5 separate regions of the Mus musculus genome follow, and all the other regions are linked to region 3. A link is a contact called in public HiChIP or PLAC-seq and promoter capture Hi-C data. All regions are on one chromosome and are shown on one strand. The core of a region is the stretch at or near the end of the contact, and the rest is flanking DNA. Distances in the headings are between cores, read along the strand shown. Region 1 holds the start of Spag6l (sperm associated antigen 6-like). Region 2 holds the start of Ube2v2 (ubiquitin-conjugating enzyme E2 variant 2). Region 3 holds the start of Pkp2 (plakophilin 2). Region 4 holds the start of Top3b (topoisomerase (DNA) III beta). Region 5 holds the start of Ppm1f (protein phosphatase 1F (PP2C domain containing)).

The links. Promoter capture Hi-C pulls out the DNA fragments that hold promoters and counts their contacts. HiChIP or PLAC-seq counts read pairs in DNA pulled down with a chosen protein or histone mark.
Region 1: a promoter capture Hi-C map of embryonic stem cells shows a contact between it and region 3, with 3 times the contacts expected there. The contact joins the promoter of Spag6l here to the promoter of Pkp2 in region 3. A contact is called at or near these places in 5 of 39 promoter capture datasets (cranial neural crest, embryonic stem cells, pre-B cells and 1 more), 1 of 15 datasets of contacts at CTCF or cohesin (embryonic stem cells), 1 of 115 datasets of contacts at active chromatin or transcription factors (embryonic stem cells) and 1 of 9 other capture datasets (embryonic stem cells).
Region 2: a contact with region 3 is called in a promoter capture Hi-C map of the SN4741 cell line, with 2.8 times the contacts expected there. The contact joins the promoter of Ube2v2 here to the promoter of Pkp2 in region 3. A contact is called at or near these places in 5 of 39 promoter capture datasets (the SN4741 cell line, cranial neural crest, hippocampal neurons and 2 more) and 3 of 115 datasets of contacts at active chromatin or transcription factors (embryonic stem cells, epiblast stem cells and extraembryonic endoderm stem cells).
Region 4: a contact with region 3 is called in an H3K4me3 HiChIP or PLAC-seq map of bone marrow-derived macrophages, with 7 times the contacts expected there. The contact joins the promoter of Top3b here to the promoter of Pkp2 in region 3. A contact is called at or near these places in 11 of 39 promoter capture datasets (the 3T3-L1 cell line, the C10 cell line, embryonic stem cells and 5 more), 1 of 15 datasets of contacts at CTCF or cohesin (the NIH/3T3 cell line), 5 of 484 Hi-C or Micro-C datasets (cortical neurons, embryonic fibroblasts and nephron progenitors), 16 of 115 datasets of contacts at active chromatin or transcription factors (DN3 thymocytes, the NIH/3T3 cell line, acute myeloid leukemia and 8 more) and 1 of 9 other capture datasets (embryonic stem cells).
Region 5: a contact with region 3 is called in a promoter capture Hi-C map of embryonic stem cells, with 11 read pairs. The contact joins the promoter of Ppm1f here to the promoter of Pkp2 in region 3. A contact is called at or near these places in 10 of 39 promoter capture datasets (the 3T3-L1 cell line, the C10 cell line, embryonic stem cells and 3 more), 2 of 484 Hi-C or Micro-C datasets (the C10 cell line and embryonic stem cells), 7 of 115 datasets of contacts at active chromatin or transcription factors (acute myeloid leukemia, astrocytes, bone marrow-derived macrophages and 3 more) and 1 of 9 other capture datasets (embryonic stem cells).

What each region holds. Positions count from the first base shown.
Region 1 is chr16:16,827,975-16,830,674 of GRCm38.p6, forward strand. Spag6l (sperm associated antigen 6-like) reads right to left here and starts at 1,389. Exons shown (of 11, transcript NM_015773.2): 1 at 1,221-1,389; 2 at 1,046-1,141. The coding sequence starts at 1,245.
Region 2 is chr16:15,593,158-15,595,857 of GRCm38.p6, forward strand. It overlaps Ube2v2 (ubiquitin-conjugating enzyme E2 variant 2), which reads right to left and starts at 1,361. Exons shown (of 4, transcript NM_023585.4): 1 at 1,303-1,361. The coding sequence starts at 1,318.
Region 3 is chr16:16,212,049-16,214,748 of GRCm38.p6, forward strand. Pkp2 (plakophilin 2) reads left to right here and starts at 1,297. Exons shown (of 13, transcript NM_026163.2): 1 at 1,297-1,547. The coding sequence starts at 1,325.
Region 4 is chr16:16,869,432-16,872,186 of GRCm38.p6, forward strand. Top3b (topoisomerase (DNA) III beta) reads left to right here and starts at 1,305. Exons shown (of 18, transcript NM_011624.3): 1 at 1,305-1,624.
Region 5 is chr16:16,895,217-16,897,916 of GRCm38.p6, forward strand. It overlaps Ppm1f (protein phosphatase 1F (PP2C domain containing)), which reads left to right and starts at 1,253. Exons shown (of 8, transcript NM_176833.4): 1 at 1,253-1,408.

The DNA.
Region 1 (2,700 bases), core at 139-2,638, 620 kb after region 3:
AGAAGAGACTGGAAGGAATAGAGGGAGAGGGAACTTTGGTCAGGATATAAATATTTGAGAAAAGAATAAAAAATTTTAAAAATAAAGAAAATATCCGAGAATAAACACCAAAATCCAAAGGACAAAACAAAGGACCAAAAAGGTACAGGGTATTTAAGTTAGTTTTAAAGATATCCTATAATATGCCTGGTGGTAGTGGTGCACACCTTTGATCCTAGCTGTCACAGGAGGCAGAGGCAGGAGGATGTCTGAGTTCCAGGTCAGCCTGGTCTACACAGTGAATTCCAGGACAGTCAAGGCTACACAGAGAAACACTGTCTCCAGGAAGGAAGGAAAGAAAGAAAGAAAGAAAGAAAGAAAGAAAGAAAGAAAGAAAGAAAGAAAGAAAGAAAGAAAGAAAGAAAGAGAGAGAGATATCCAATAAACTAAAGGTTTCTCAAGACAAAATAGTGATAGCAATCTCAGAGTTCAGTTAGTAGCTCATGCTTGATCTGGGCAAATGAAACTCTCCTTCCTCCCTCCTCCCTCCTCCTCTTCTTACTGACATACCTGGCAGGGACAGGGATCTCTCTCTCTCTCTCCTCTCTCTCTCTCTCTCTCTCTCTCTCTCTCTCTCTCTCTCTCTCTCTCTCTCTCTCTCTCTCTCTCTCTCAGAATAAGATCTATGCTAAACAACTTCCAGGAAATTCATACTGCTTTGAATGAACCTGACAACCTGCCAGCGCCACCGCCACCCCCACCCCCACCCCCACCCCACCTCCGCTAAGGGGACTGGAGATTGTACAGGAGGAACTTGGAGGCGTCTCCTTTGACTCACCAGGCACACACACACAAACAACAAAACAAAACAAAACAAAACAAAACAAAACAAAACAAAGCAAACGAACAATACCTCTGCAGGTAAGAAACCCAAGAGGACAGCAGCTAAGGGTTACAGGTACAGCTGATGGGAGTCAGGGGATGGAAGAGGCCAGGGCCTGAGGGATAGGAGAATAGGATAGGGTGGCAGGTGAGACAGGCAGACAAGCGTGGGGTGCAGTCTTACCTGCATTCTGCAGCGTTTCGATGTTTTGGGGTCTTGTCGCCAGCTCTGCCACCATCTGCACGAATTGCGTCCGGGCTTTCTGGTACTGCTCGAACACTGAGGAGACAGACCCGGTAGAGGTGCCCTGTGGCCCGAGACGCCAACCCTCCCGAGTGCCCGCCAGCCTTTGCCATACCTTGCAGCACCTGCCGCTGGCTCATGGCGCCGCACCTGCTTCTCCAGGTCCAAGTGGTGGGCAGCTACCAGGACCTCCGCCACCGTTGAGCTGGTAGTGGGATCCGTTCCTCTGTGTATGCGTCTCCAGGGCAACCGACAGCAACCGGATACAACCACCAGCAAAGGTCGTGACGTCACGGCCAGAGTGGGGAAGGCTGTTACACTTTATCAACCGCTTGCCGGTTGTTGCACCCGCCTGGGGTGGGGAGGGTGTCTCTTGGGCAGAAGACTGTCAGGAGACAAGGTCCTCTACACACCAACCCACCAGAGTGGCTGGTGCGACGCCTACAGGTTGCGGGCACCACACACAGTCAAGAACAACCAAGCATGTAACCACCAAATAATCTGGTTGATAACAGTATTGTCAAAGCAACCTTAACACAGTGTTTTGTTTCTGGTGTATCCCTGGTACACATGACATTTTTGGTTTCCAGATCTCCGAAAACTCACAACTGTATACTTACTTAATTGCACTTAAGACAGCGACTAAGCAGTCTGAAATATTCAGTAGGAAAAGCAGAACAAATAATATAATTAATATCCTATGGTCCAGAATTACTCTTTTTTTTAATTAATTTATTTATTTATTTTCATGTATGTAAGTACACTGTATCTGTCTTCAGATACACCAGAAGAGGACACTGAATCCCATTACAGATGGTTGTGCGCACCATGTGGTTGCTGGGAATTGAACTCAGGACCTCTGGAAGAGCAGTCAGTGCTCTGAACTCACTGAGCCAACACTCTAGCCCCAAGGGTTACAATAAATAACAAGTTTGTGATCTGCATCTCTTTGGCTATTTGGTTTTAAAGTCAAGCTTTATTTTGTGGCTGAGTGACATTTCCAAAACAGGATGGGGACTGTATTAGTCAGGGTTTTACTGCTGTGAACAGACACCATGACCAAGGCAAGTCTTATAAAAAAACATTTAATTGGGGCTAGCTTACAGGTTCAGAGGTTCAGTCCATTATTATCAAGGTGGGAGCATGGCAGCATCCAGGCTGTCATGGCTCAGGCAGAGCTGAGAGTTCTACATCTTCATCCAAAGGCTGCTAGTGGAAGACTGACTTCCAGGCAACTAGGGTGAGGATCTTATACCCACACCCACAATGACACACCCATTCCAACCAGGTCACACCTATTCCAACAAGGCCACACCTTCAGATGGTGCCACTCCCTGTTCCAAGGATATACAAACCATCACAGGGACTATATCTTGAATACAGAGAAACCCAGTTTTCTTTTTCTTAGTAAAGGTATTCTTTGAAAATTTCAAACAAGCATAAATTTAACAATTTTTTAATGCAACAATTTTTAAGCCATATACAGTAGTCCCTCACACCGTGTCATAAACTGGCTTTATAGGAATGAGATCAAATTTCAGACATATTTCAGGGTAAATGTACTTTAAACAAAAGGGTTGTTTGATGTTATTTAC
Region 2 (2,700 bases), core at 111-2,610, 620 kb before region 3:
ATATGAGTAGTGTTAAATATGTTCCAAAAAACAAATGCTGACTGGAGAGATGGCTCAGCTGCTAAGAACACTGGTTGCTCTCCCAGAGGTCCTGAGTTCAATCCCCAGCAATCACAAGGTGGCTCACAGCCATCTGTAATGGAACCCAATGCCCTCTTCTAGTGTGTCTGAAGACAGCTACAGTGTACTCATATATATATAATAAATATTTTTAAAAAGAACAAATGCAATCACAAATTGACATTTTTCATATTACAATACACCATTTTATTAGTTTAATTTTAAGGTAGTGAGCACAACTCTTTAAAAAACATGGCACTAATAAGCACATATATTTCAAATAAGAAGTAAAGAGATTAAGGGTTATAACATTAAAAGATCACTTTTAAAATGAGCTTTGGTCTTGGACAGCTCTGATCTGACCACTGATGTATTTTCCAGAGGTAGAACTGCTAAAGATTTTATTGTCTATGGCACTCATACACATAAAGGTAAGATTTAAACAATATGAAAAATGTATATGAAGGCATTACCTTGAAATGTTAACAATCACAACATGCACTCAACCTCTTCCATTTCTACAACCTAGATTCAATAAGAACTAGAAAAAAAAATAAATCTTATGAATCATCATTTTTAAATGCTAAAACTCAACACTTTTAAACTGTTTTAATTTTTTTTGTCACCAAATTTCTAAACCCTGTTGGCATTTAAATTTCAAGTTTCTGCTCAAAGGCAACCGAACATTGTAGACAAGAGTAGAACACCTATCTAAGGTACCAACTGTCCTGCAATTAGCTTTCGTCTGGCTCAGTGTACTGTAGTTTTTCACTTAATTGAAAAAAAAAAAGAAGAAGAAGAAGAAGAAGAACACGCATTCGGCCACCTAAGTAAAATCGTCGCCCTCTTATTCCAGACAGCAGCCACCCTCCGGTTAGTCCTATCCTCCCGCACGTGTCTGTCTGGTGGACTCCCAGCCTAGATCCCCGGCTCCATCCAGGATGCCTCTCCGCCGTAGCCCCGTTGATGGGCAATGCCACCGCCACCGCGGGCCGCTCCAGCGCACTCCACCCTCGGCTCCGCTGCGGCGCCCAGATCTGCCGGTCCTCCCGCAGGGCCGCCGCGGGCGGTGGGCGCGCAGGCTCCCCGTCACCGCGAGCTCTGACACGCGCGTCCCGACCTCCCTACCGCCCGCCCCACCCCCTGCCCCTCGCGGGGCCCTCCGCACTGCGCACCCGCAGTCCCGCGCGGCCCGCCGGACAGAAAGCAGCGGGAGCGCGGCAGACCCGGCTAGGAACCGACCTGTGGAGACCGCCATCTTCTCCTGCTACCAGACGCACCACCGCACGCAGGGCGTCAACGTCACTTCCGGCAGCGCGTTGCTCTCCGTCATAGAGGGACCGATAGTGGGGATAGTGGGGACTGTATCAGGTTCCTGTTCCTGGCAAGCTTTGCCCCTGATGGTCTCTGGAACTGTTGGTTCATCGGTTGTCCTAATCAAAACACACACATAAAACTGGGTTGGGAGACTAAGGCAGCATGAGCTTAAAAAGTCTTTAAAAGATCTGAGATCTCCAATAGTGTCAGTGTGTCCAAGGGAAATTTTCCCTATGACTCCTCTTATTAAATATTGAAATAATGTCTAAACAAACGCTAACAGTTACATCACGAGCCGGGCGTGGTGGCGCACGCCTTTAATCCCAGCACTCGGGAGGCAGAGGCAGGCGGATTTCTGAGTTCGAGGCCAGCCTGGTCTACAAAGTGAGTTCCAGGACAGCCAGAGCTATAAAGAGAAACCCTGTCTCGAAAAACAAAGTTACATCACACCAAACCTGTTATTAATAATCAAGGTAAAACATGGGAATTCACAATTGTGTTGGGGAAAAAAAAAAAAAACTATTCCAAAAGGTTGGGCTGTGTTAGTGCAGGCTACGTTTAGGCTGTAGTTTTGCTCTGATGACACCAGAACCAAAAGTCCATCAGTAAAGAAAGCCACAGAAGAAACTCAAGCAAAACCGTGAAGCAAAAAGGGATGGAGAAAAGCAGCTTACCACCTTGCTTCTGAGAAGGCTAGGCTGACTCCATGACAGACTTCAAATTGACAGTTAAGGAGACTGGGCCTAAGAACTGGGAAAGTCCAGGCAAGCCCAGGCAAGTCAATTACTAATAGAAAAAAACCCAGGCTCCAGCCTTCATGCCCGATAATGGTTCTAGGATGCCTAGAGATAGAGTAAGATAAAACTCATCTTCCCCAGAATTCCAATGTGCTTTAAAGCAAGCATGCACACTCACTTAGTTGTCTCTCTGTTTTGGCAATGGGAGACTCCAACACGCTGGACTTCTGCAAAATAAAGCACTCTCTGAGTATACATACTATTTGAGTCCCAGGTGTCATTCTTCGGTGAATCATGGACCTTTACATTTCTATCTTACGTTCACCTACCTTATTTGGAGGAGTAAGCCCATGTACCTAAAGATGGTATACCCATACCCAACTGGATTCTCCTACAACAATTAGTGACTAAGAAAGTTCCCCCAGGTTTTTCTTTTCAGACATGCCCACAGGTTATTCTGACTAAGGCAAGTCTTAAATTGAGATTTCCTCTTTCCATTTGTGTCAAGTTCACAACAAAGATTATCTAATACAAGTCCATTCCAAGTGCATCATTGTTAATATTCCTTTCTTGTTTGTGCCCAAGA
Region 3 (2,700 bases), core at 47-2,546:
CTGGCCCTGCAGAAGCAGGCGCTGCAGTTATCTTTTAAAGCAACAGACCTGGGACTTTCAGAAGGAGCTAGGAGATAGATGAAGGGAAACAGGTTGCTTACAAGGGGCTGGTGACAGGATTTGTTGCTGTAATTTAACCGTCATAACATTCTTGTTTTCGGTAAGCTCTCAGCATCACATCTGTACATTATTTACACCTGACTTGGCAAGCCAAGCTTTTGGGCACAATTTACCTAAAGACTGGCCCAGTTGCTTTTGCTGACCTCATAGCTCCCACCTCCAGAGCTTTCCTTATGACCTTTGACTATGTGGCCTGTGGAGAAAGAGTGACTCGTCCCTGATTTCCTCGATGCTCGAAGGCAAAACAGGAAGCCACATTAACTGTTTAGTTAGGAACCGGGGAAGAAGAGAAGTTGTGTTCCCTAGCTGTTCCAACAAAGGTACAAACCCTAGCAACCAAAGGAAAAGACCCCACTTGATAACAAACATAGATGTTTTTCTTTTCTTCTCCCAAGTCTAAATACCAGTATGTGGAGAGTAGCATCGGTTGTCAACTTTAAGTTCAAGGACCCTTCTGTTGAGCTTAGCTCTTGTTCTTAGCCCAATTGCATGTGAAGCATAGTTAATAGCATGATAAACTCAAGTTCGGGAGATTTAAGTGAGAAACCTCGTTCATGAGTTCCCCTGCAAAGAGCTTGTCATAAAGAGGGCTTAGTCAACGTTAGAAGAGCTATTAAAACTGAGTATTAAAAGTCATCTTTTCTCTGGGCCTCTTATTGGAGTTTCTCTGTGTGGGCATGTTCCTTAAGAAGGAAGTGGGTGGACAAGAGCGCACTGGGTACAATTTGTGTATTTGCAAGAGCAAGCAGAGGCTTTCACTGAGGGAGAACATATGTTTCTGGGGCTCCATCTGTACAAAAAGCTCGGCGTCCTGAAGTACTACGGATAAAAAAAAAAACCTTTAAAATACGTCTATTTCATACATGTTTCATTATCTGTGAACGTTTGGAACAGTGTAACTGACCCTAACTAACTAGATGTGCTACTCACAGCAGAAGTTCCCAGCTGCACCTGTCCTAAGGGCAGCTCCTCCCACAATCCTTCGCGAGCCGAGAATACGTGGGGGCCTCAGAGGACGTGCTCGCCCCGGGCGGAGTGCGCCTGCTTTGCAGGAGCCACGCCCCTGTCCCCTAAGGGCCTGGGTCCTACGGGGCGGGGCGGGGCGGGGCGGGGCGGGGCGGGGCGGGGTTTGCTGCCGGTCCCCACGCCTCTGCGGCTTTGCGGGCAGGTCCTGGCAGTCCCTCCTGGTCACTCCGCCGACGCGATGGCCGTCCCCGGCTCACTGGCCGAGTGTGGCTACATCCGGACTGTGCTGGGCCAGCAGATCCTGGGTCACCTGGACAGCTCCAGCCTGGCCTTGCCCTCCGAGGCCAGACTGAGGCTGGCCGGCAGCAGCGGCCGCGGCGACCCGGCGGCCCGGAGCCAGCGGATCCAGGAGCAGGTGCAGCAGACCCTGGCCCGCCGGGGCCGGAGCTCTGCGGTCAGCGGTGAGTCGAACCCCACCCGCCGTGCTAGTCGTAGGTCTCCCCGGTGCGAACCGGTGTCCGCCCGCCCACCTGTTGCTCACCTTACCTTTTCCGGCTCGTGGTTGGTCGCTTTGGACACGCTTCCTCCCTAACCTTTGGTTCTGGTCTACCTTATTCGTTTGTTAATTACACAATTGTCTGTATTAAAGAATTCGATCGGTTTCACCCTTCGCCGCTCGCTCCGGGTTCTCTCCCTGAGATTCTAAAAAACACTTTGAAATTTTATGCAGACTTTGGTATGCAAGATTGATCTTCTGGAATAAGGCGCTTTGGGCTTTTATTGAGATGTTTTAGAGTTTACGACTCTCTATAAATATTTTTAGAAAGAAACCTTCAAAGCCCTGCGGTTCCTCCATCCTCTAAATTGAGGTTACCTCGTCCAAGTGCTCCACTCCGTATCTGCGACTAAACAAATTGAGCAAGTCGGCTTTGGGTCTGGGAGCAACCTGAACACCCTGCGGAGGATAAGGAGGAAGGAGACTTTGGCCAGGCTGAAGGTAGCCCCGCCTGCCCACCTCACACCCACACACCAGAACCAACAGATGCGTGGGTGCAGAACCGCCCTCATTAAAAAAAAAAAAATCAACCCCCCACCACACAGACTAGTTGACAGAAGTGTGGTTGATCAGAAAGATCAGAAGCTCTGGTAAATGTGATTACCATTAAGAATAATAATGCTTCCGTGCCAGCATGTGGATTTCAAATAGCAGAGTCTGGGAGGCTGTCCGCTTTTCAGTTTGTCTAAAGGTTAGGGCAGTTGATGTTTGCATACTTGAAAAGTAAAGAGGTGTTTAATGATTGCAAGCTCATGTAAGTGAGTGCCTGTAACGTCCCTAATTAGGCTATGTGGTTCGCACTTTATATTATCTTCTTAAAATGAACTGTGTATTTTTTTCCTTTCTCTTTCCATATGTGTAGATATAGATACGATTTTTAAGATGCAGCCTCAAACTTCCCGTCTCCGTCTCCCATGTGCTGAGATTACAGACATGGGCTGGGTTTACTGTGGATCCAAGCTTAGAGACAAGGAAACTGAGCAAATAAAACAGTCAAGATTCCAGACAGAAAGTGGCATAGGTGGTATATAAAAGCCAAAATGTGGAGTTTTAAGTCG
Region 4 (2,755 bases), core at 55-2,554, 660 kb after region 3:
AATAAGCAGATCTGTAGTTCACTTTAAATGCCTGGTAAAGGGGACAAGAGTTTTCTCCTTAAACCTAAGCCTCATATCAGACCCCAAATATGTGTGGGAGCAGTCACTGGGCCTCTTTAGATGTTCCTCTACCATATGTGAGCACACTAAATAAATCTCCTTCCTCTGCTTTTTAGTATTATCTCTTTTAATTACATTTTTATTTTCATTTCTTTTGTGTTCACATGGCCAGCTTGGCAGCCACTGTCTGCCTGCTGAGCCATCTTATAGGTTTCTTACTTGTCTCGTTGACAAGTTGGGGCTGTCATAGCCAGTCTTGGTAACAAAAGGATGGCTTAAAAACATAAGTTTGAGGCCAGCCTGGGTCCACAGTGAGTTCCAGTGAGTTCCAGGATGGCCTTGGCTACATAATGAGACAATCTGAATATATACATACATATATATATATATATATTTTTTTTTTTTTTTAAGACAGGATCCCACTATTTTGCTCTGGCTGGCTATTCTGGAACTCAATGTGCAGATGAGGCTGGCCTCGAACTCACTGAAATCTGCCTTTCTCTGCCTCCCAAGTGCCGAGATCAAAGTTGTGAGCCACCATACCAGGCTATTAAAAAACGGTATGCTAATAAAGTCATCAAAACTATTTTAAAACTTCCATAATTCTAATACTCTAAAAAAATTACATATTATCTTCCAGATACATTAACACAAGTAGTGTGGTCTTCAAAATTTTAAAAGGTGCTTTGTTTTGTTTTGTCTTGTATAGCCTATAGTCCCAAGCTGGAATGAAATTCACTATGTAGCCCTGAATGACCTCTAACTCGCTGTCTCAACCTTCTGATTGCTTGATTCCTGGTAAGAGCCACCATCCCGCTCACAGATGTTGCTAACACTGAAAAAGCCTGCTATCTGAAATGTTTAAATTATTTTAATTATTGGGCTGGTTAAGTGGTTAAGGACCTGGGTTCAATTCCCAGTACCCATATGGCAGCTCACAACTATCCCCAGTTCCAGGGAATTTGACACCCCCGCACGGATGTGCATATGCAAGCAAAACACCAATGCATATCAAATAAAAATAAACTTTACATTTTTATTTTAATCATTAATTGCATATTTTCATCAGTTCTCGTAATCATACTGACAATCGTCATTAATGTCTTCTCCGGATGATTTTTTGGAGACACAATGGAGACTTGGGGAGCCCCTGCTGCTCCCAACAGGAAGCAGACAGCAAGGCACCCGGAACTCACCAGCCTCGGAACTTGCAGACACCTTAGTGTCGACATCGGAGGGCAGATGAGGGGACGCCACAGACGGACAGAGCCGGAAGTGAGTTCGTGAGTGGCCACCGGGGAAAGCACAGCCGGAGCGAGAGGCGCAGCGGCACGGCGGGTGAGCAGTGGGATGCTGGCTGCTCGAGGAAGCGGAAGACGCTGGCTTTCCCCAGGCATTTCCGGAATGGTAGCAGCGCTCCGACCCGGGCGGGGGCGTGGGGGAGGGTCCTGCCCTGGCGCGGCTTTTTCGCCATCCAGCCCTCGCCGTGGGGCCTCTGGGCGGCGGTGGAGCCGCGTTTAGTGGGCAGTGGTCGCTTTTCCAACGAGCTCCCCGCGGCCCCGAGGTGAGACGTTTCCCCCTAGTTGAGGGTAGGGAAACCGGCTCAGGGAAGTTGTGCTGCCCACAGAGGCTCAGGCCTGCGGTTTGCGTTCTTATCCGAAGGTTCCACTCGCTGCCTCCCGGAGCCTGCTCTGTCTGGAGACCCAGGCTGTTCTCGGACTTGATCTCTGCAGATTAGGAGAAAACTTGGGTAAACCAATGAGCTAGAGTCGAGGGCCAGCTAGTTATGCATAGGGAAGAACGGATGACCTCTCTTAACCTATTTGGAACCCGGCCTTTGGGAACAGGACTGTGAAAAGCCAGGACGACTTGGATTTGATAGCCAGAGAAAGGGGGGAATTTTCACCGTTCGCCAAGGTCCCTTGTCGCTAGTCTGAATTGTTATGCACTGCGATTTATTCTGGCTTTTTAAACTAGGATGATGAGATGGCTCAGCGCTCTTACAACCAAGGTTCCGACCCCGGGAACTCACGTTGTAAAAAGAGAGAGCTGAATCCCACAATTTGTCTTCTGACCTGTGACCGGCAGCATGTGCGTGCCCATACATATCCACACACAAAATAACTGTTTATTTGTTTGTTTAACTTTAACTCCTATTTTATAGCAATGTTGGTAGACAGAGCTGCAGCATACTAGATACAAAGAAGGAGTTAAGAGACAGGCTTATTTTCCTGGATCTGTAGGTGATTAAAAGTCACTGAAGTGTTAAATTCTTAGATTTCCCATGCTTTGCTGACCCCTTTTGGGGCTCCTCAAGTTAAATCCACTACTACATAATACAAAAAGAAACCTCCATATTTACAGTGCTTTCCAAGGGACACTGATTAGTGAGGTGTGGCAAAGAATGGGCAGGTTGTCTTGCTATTCTCTCTTTGCAATCCACACCTAAATAGCCCTTTGCTTACCTAACTCCAGAATAGGACAAACTATAGTGTCAGAGCCTTGGCAGAAAAGACTTGGTATATCATGTAGGTTTATGTTAAGGAGTCTTATTTAAGTGATCATATATAAAAATTTTGGCTAGACATTTTGGTGTACTCCTGAATTCCCAGCACTCAGGAGTTGAAGATAGGAAGATCAAGGCCGTAGTGGCTATATAGTTAAGAGGCCAGCCTTGGCCACACAAGACGCTGTC
Region 5 (2,700 bases), core at 3-2,502, 680 kb after region 3:
GAGGCTAGTGTGGTAGGGAGTGTTTGCACTCACTCTCATAGTGCTCAGAACAGGTTTCTGGGAAAGGATTTTGGGAACTGGGAGAGGACACAGATGAGAGACCTGGAACTGAGCACTCTGAGACCTCCTGGCTCTACCCCACAGCTTGGCATGTCTTGATGAAGAGGTTTGAGCTAAGCTGGTTGGTATAGCTAATATTGGGAATTTAACAAGAGTAAAGGCTTTGGCATAGTAGACTACAAACAAGACAATCATGGTGACAGCAACCTCAGGAAAGGGTACATTACAGATATGTCCTTGGCCTAGAGCCTAACAGGGCCAGGTTCCTAGTGCCTGCTTTTGCTGTCTTCTCTGTATCACCCTCTACCTCATCAGGTTATAAATGACCTCAAACCTTAATCAGGTTGAATGAACCAGGACTCTACTTGCGTAGCAGACAGACATTCTCCCCACCATGCCAGTACACACACCCATCTATTGGTTCCCCAGGCTCATGGGTTCCCTGAAACCTAATCAGGTGACAAGTTCCTAAGACAATGGGGTCTGATGGCATGTGCTTGTCAGCACAGTTCTGAGACATAAACAAAACAAACAATTGGGTTTTTTTGTTTGTTTTGTTTTTGTTTTTCGAGACAGGGTTTCTCTGTGTATCCTTGGCTGTCCTGGAACTCACTTTGTAGACCAGACTGGCCTCGAACTCAGAAATCTGTCTGCCTCTGCCTCCCAAATGCTGGGATTAAAGGCTTGCGTCACCATGCCGGAACAATTGTTTTAAAAGCCAGGTGACAACCTGGAGCCAACCTTGTCTTTAAGACTGCCTTTGCTACCCAGTGCACTAAGAAAAGTGTCTCATTTCCTGCTTTATAGCCCCAGAGCTCAAGCTGCTCAACGAATTCTCAGTGGCCATGCAGTCCTGCTGAGCACAAAGGGCCTGGAACCCTTAACCACAAAGCCCCTGGGGCCTGTGGTTAAGTGGGCAGGACCACAATGAAACTTGAAGGGGTACTCTCCACACTGTACACAGGCAGTGTACACGTTCATTGGTATAAAATGAATATAATGTTATACATGAAAATATTTTCTAAAGTCTCTGATGGGTGGCCAGTCCTGAGCAGTATGAAGCCGCATCACTGCCCTGAGACTGATCACCACACACGTTGTGAAGCAATGACTGAGCATTGTGAAGCAAGGACTGCTTTCTGCCCAGTCAAGGCTGGAGAAGTGTAGCAACGCACTGGCTATTGGGGCTCTTGTCGTCCCTGAAACAAGAGAGCAGAGGGACCAGCAGGAGGCAGCAGAGGTGCGCCCGAGGCCCGACTGCGCTTGCGCAGAGCCTGCGGCGCCTAGGACGGGAAGTAGGCGGGGCTGCCCAGAGCAGCTCGTGGGGAGCACTGCGGCAGGCTGGCAGGTGAGGCCCGCGGGGTGCAAGGGATGAAGAGCGAGGGTGAGGGTGGAAGACTCGGACTAGGGTGGGGGTCATGTGGGGGCCTGAGATGCACGAAAGTGAAATGAGACTGAGGACGAAATGGAGAGGTGAGAAAGCACTAAGGCCAAGACCGGTTTCGGGTGCCTGAGCCCATGGGACTTTGGGGGATAGCTGTGAGCAAAAAATCTGAGCAAGCCGCCGCCGGGCCCTGGTGGCAAGGCGTCGGAAACTAAAGGCACGGAACTGGGAATCCATTGACACCCTCCCCCAGGGCTGTGTCTGAACCGAGGTCCAGGAGGAGGCTGAGAGCTGTGAGGCAAAACAGTACCAAGGAGTGACAATCCTGTTTTCAAGGATCATTCCCTCTTATCTTCCAAAACATGAGGGCTAGGCCCACGGCCCTACCCTCAGCCCTACTAGTGACGACCCGGACTGGGACCACATTTTCAACCTGAATGCCCAGCCCAGTGGCGTCCCTAAGTGTATTTAAAGCTAGTGTTTTACTTACCACCTGGTTTCAAGACGCAGGCTGAAGCCATTGGGCTAGATTGCAGTAGAGCCTCAGTCCTGAGAGCCTTGGGCTTCACCGTTACAGTTGTGTGGTCTCAGGCCAGCCCCCTAAGCTCTCCGTATAATGAGGAGAAAAGGGATTGTAAGGATTTCTGCAGACTAACATCTAGTGAGGCCCAGTGGAAGGCAGTGGTCTGCCCTACCAAGGCCGCCTATTTCTAGGCCCCTTGATTAACAGATGTGTTCACAATGTGCCCTGGGACAGCCCTGTGAACTGTTCCCACCTAAGGAACTGAACGAGAGCTGCCTCTACCTCATGGTCTCAGTGTTCATATTCCTCCCATCGTCAAATTTTACTTTTACTCAGCGGCAAACTGGGATGGAAGTGGCCAAGTCACTGGGCACCAGATTCCTCAACTGAGTCCTGCTTTGGTGACAACTAATATTTGTGACCTTAGAGTAACACTTTCCTCCTACCACCTGGTTTTTTTTTCAACTGCAGTATGACCTGATGGCATGTTTTCCCACACAGTTCTGAGACATAAACAAAACAATTGTTCTAATAACTGTTAACCTCCCACAACAGATTAATTTGCAGAATTCCTCTGTGATGTTGCCTGAAGCCAGTCTTTTCTGGAAGACTGTCTTTGCTACCCAGTGTACTAAGGGAGAGTTTTCATTTCCTGTGTGATCCCCCCAGACCTCAGGCTGCTTACCTCACTCTAGTGGCCATGCAGGCCTGCTGAGCACAAACAGCCAGGACA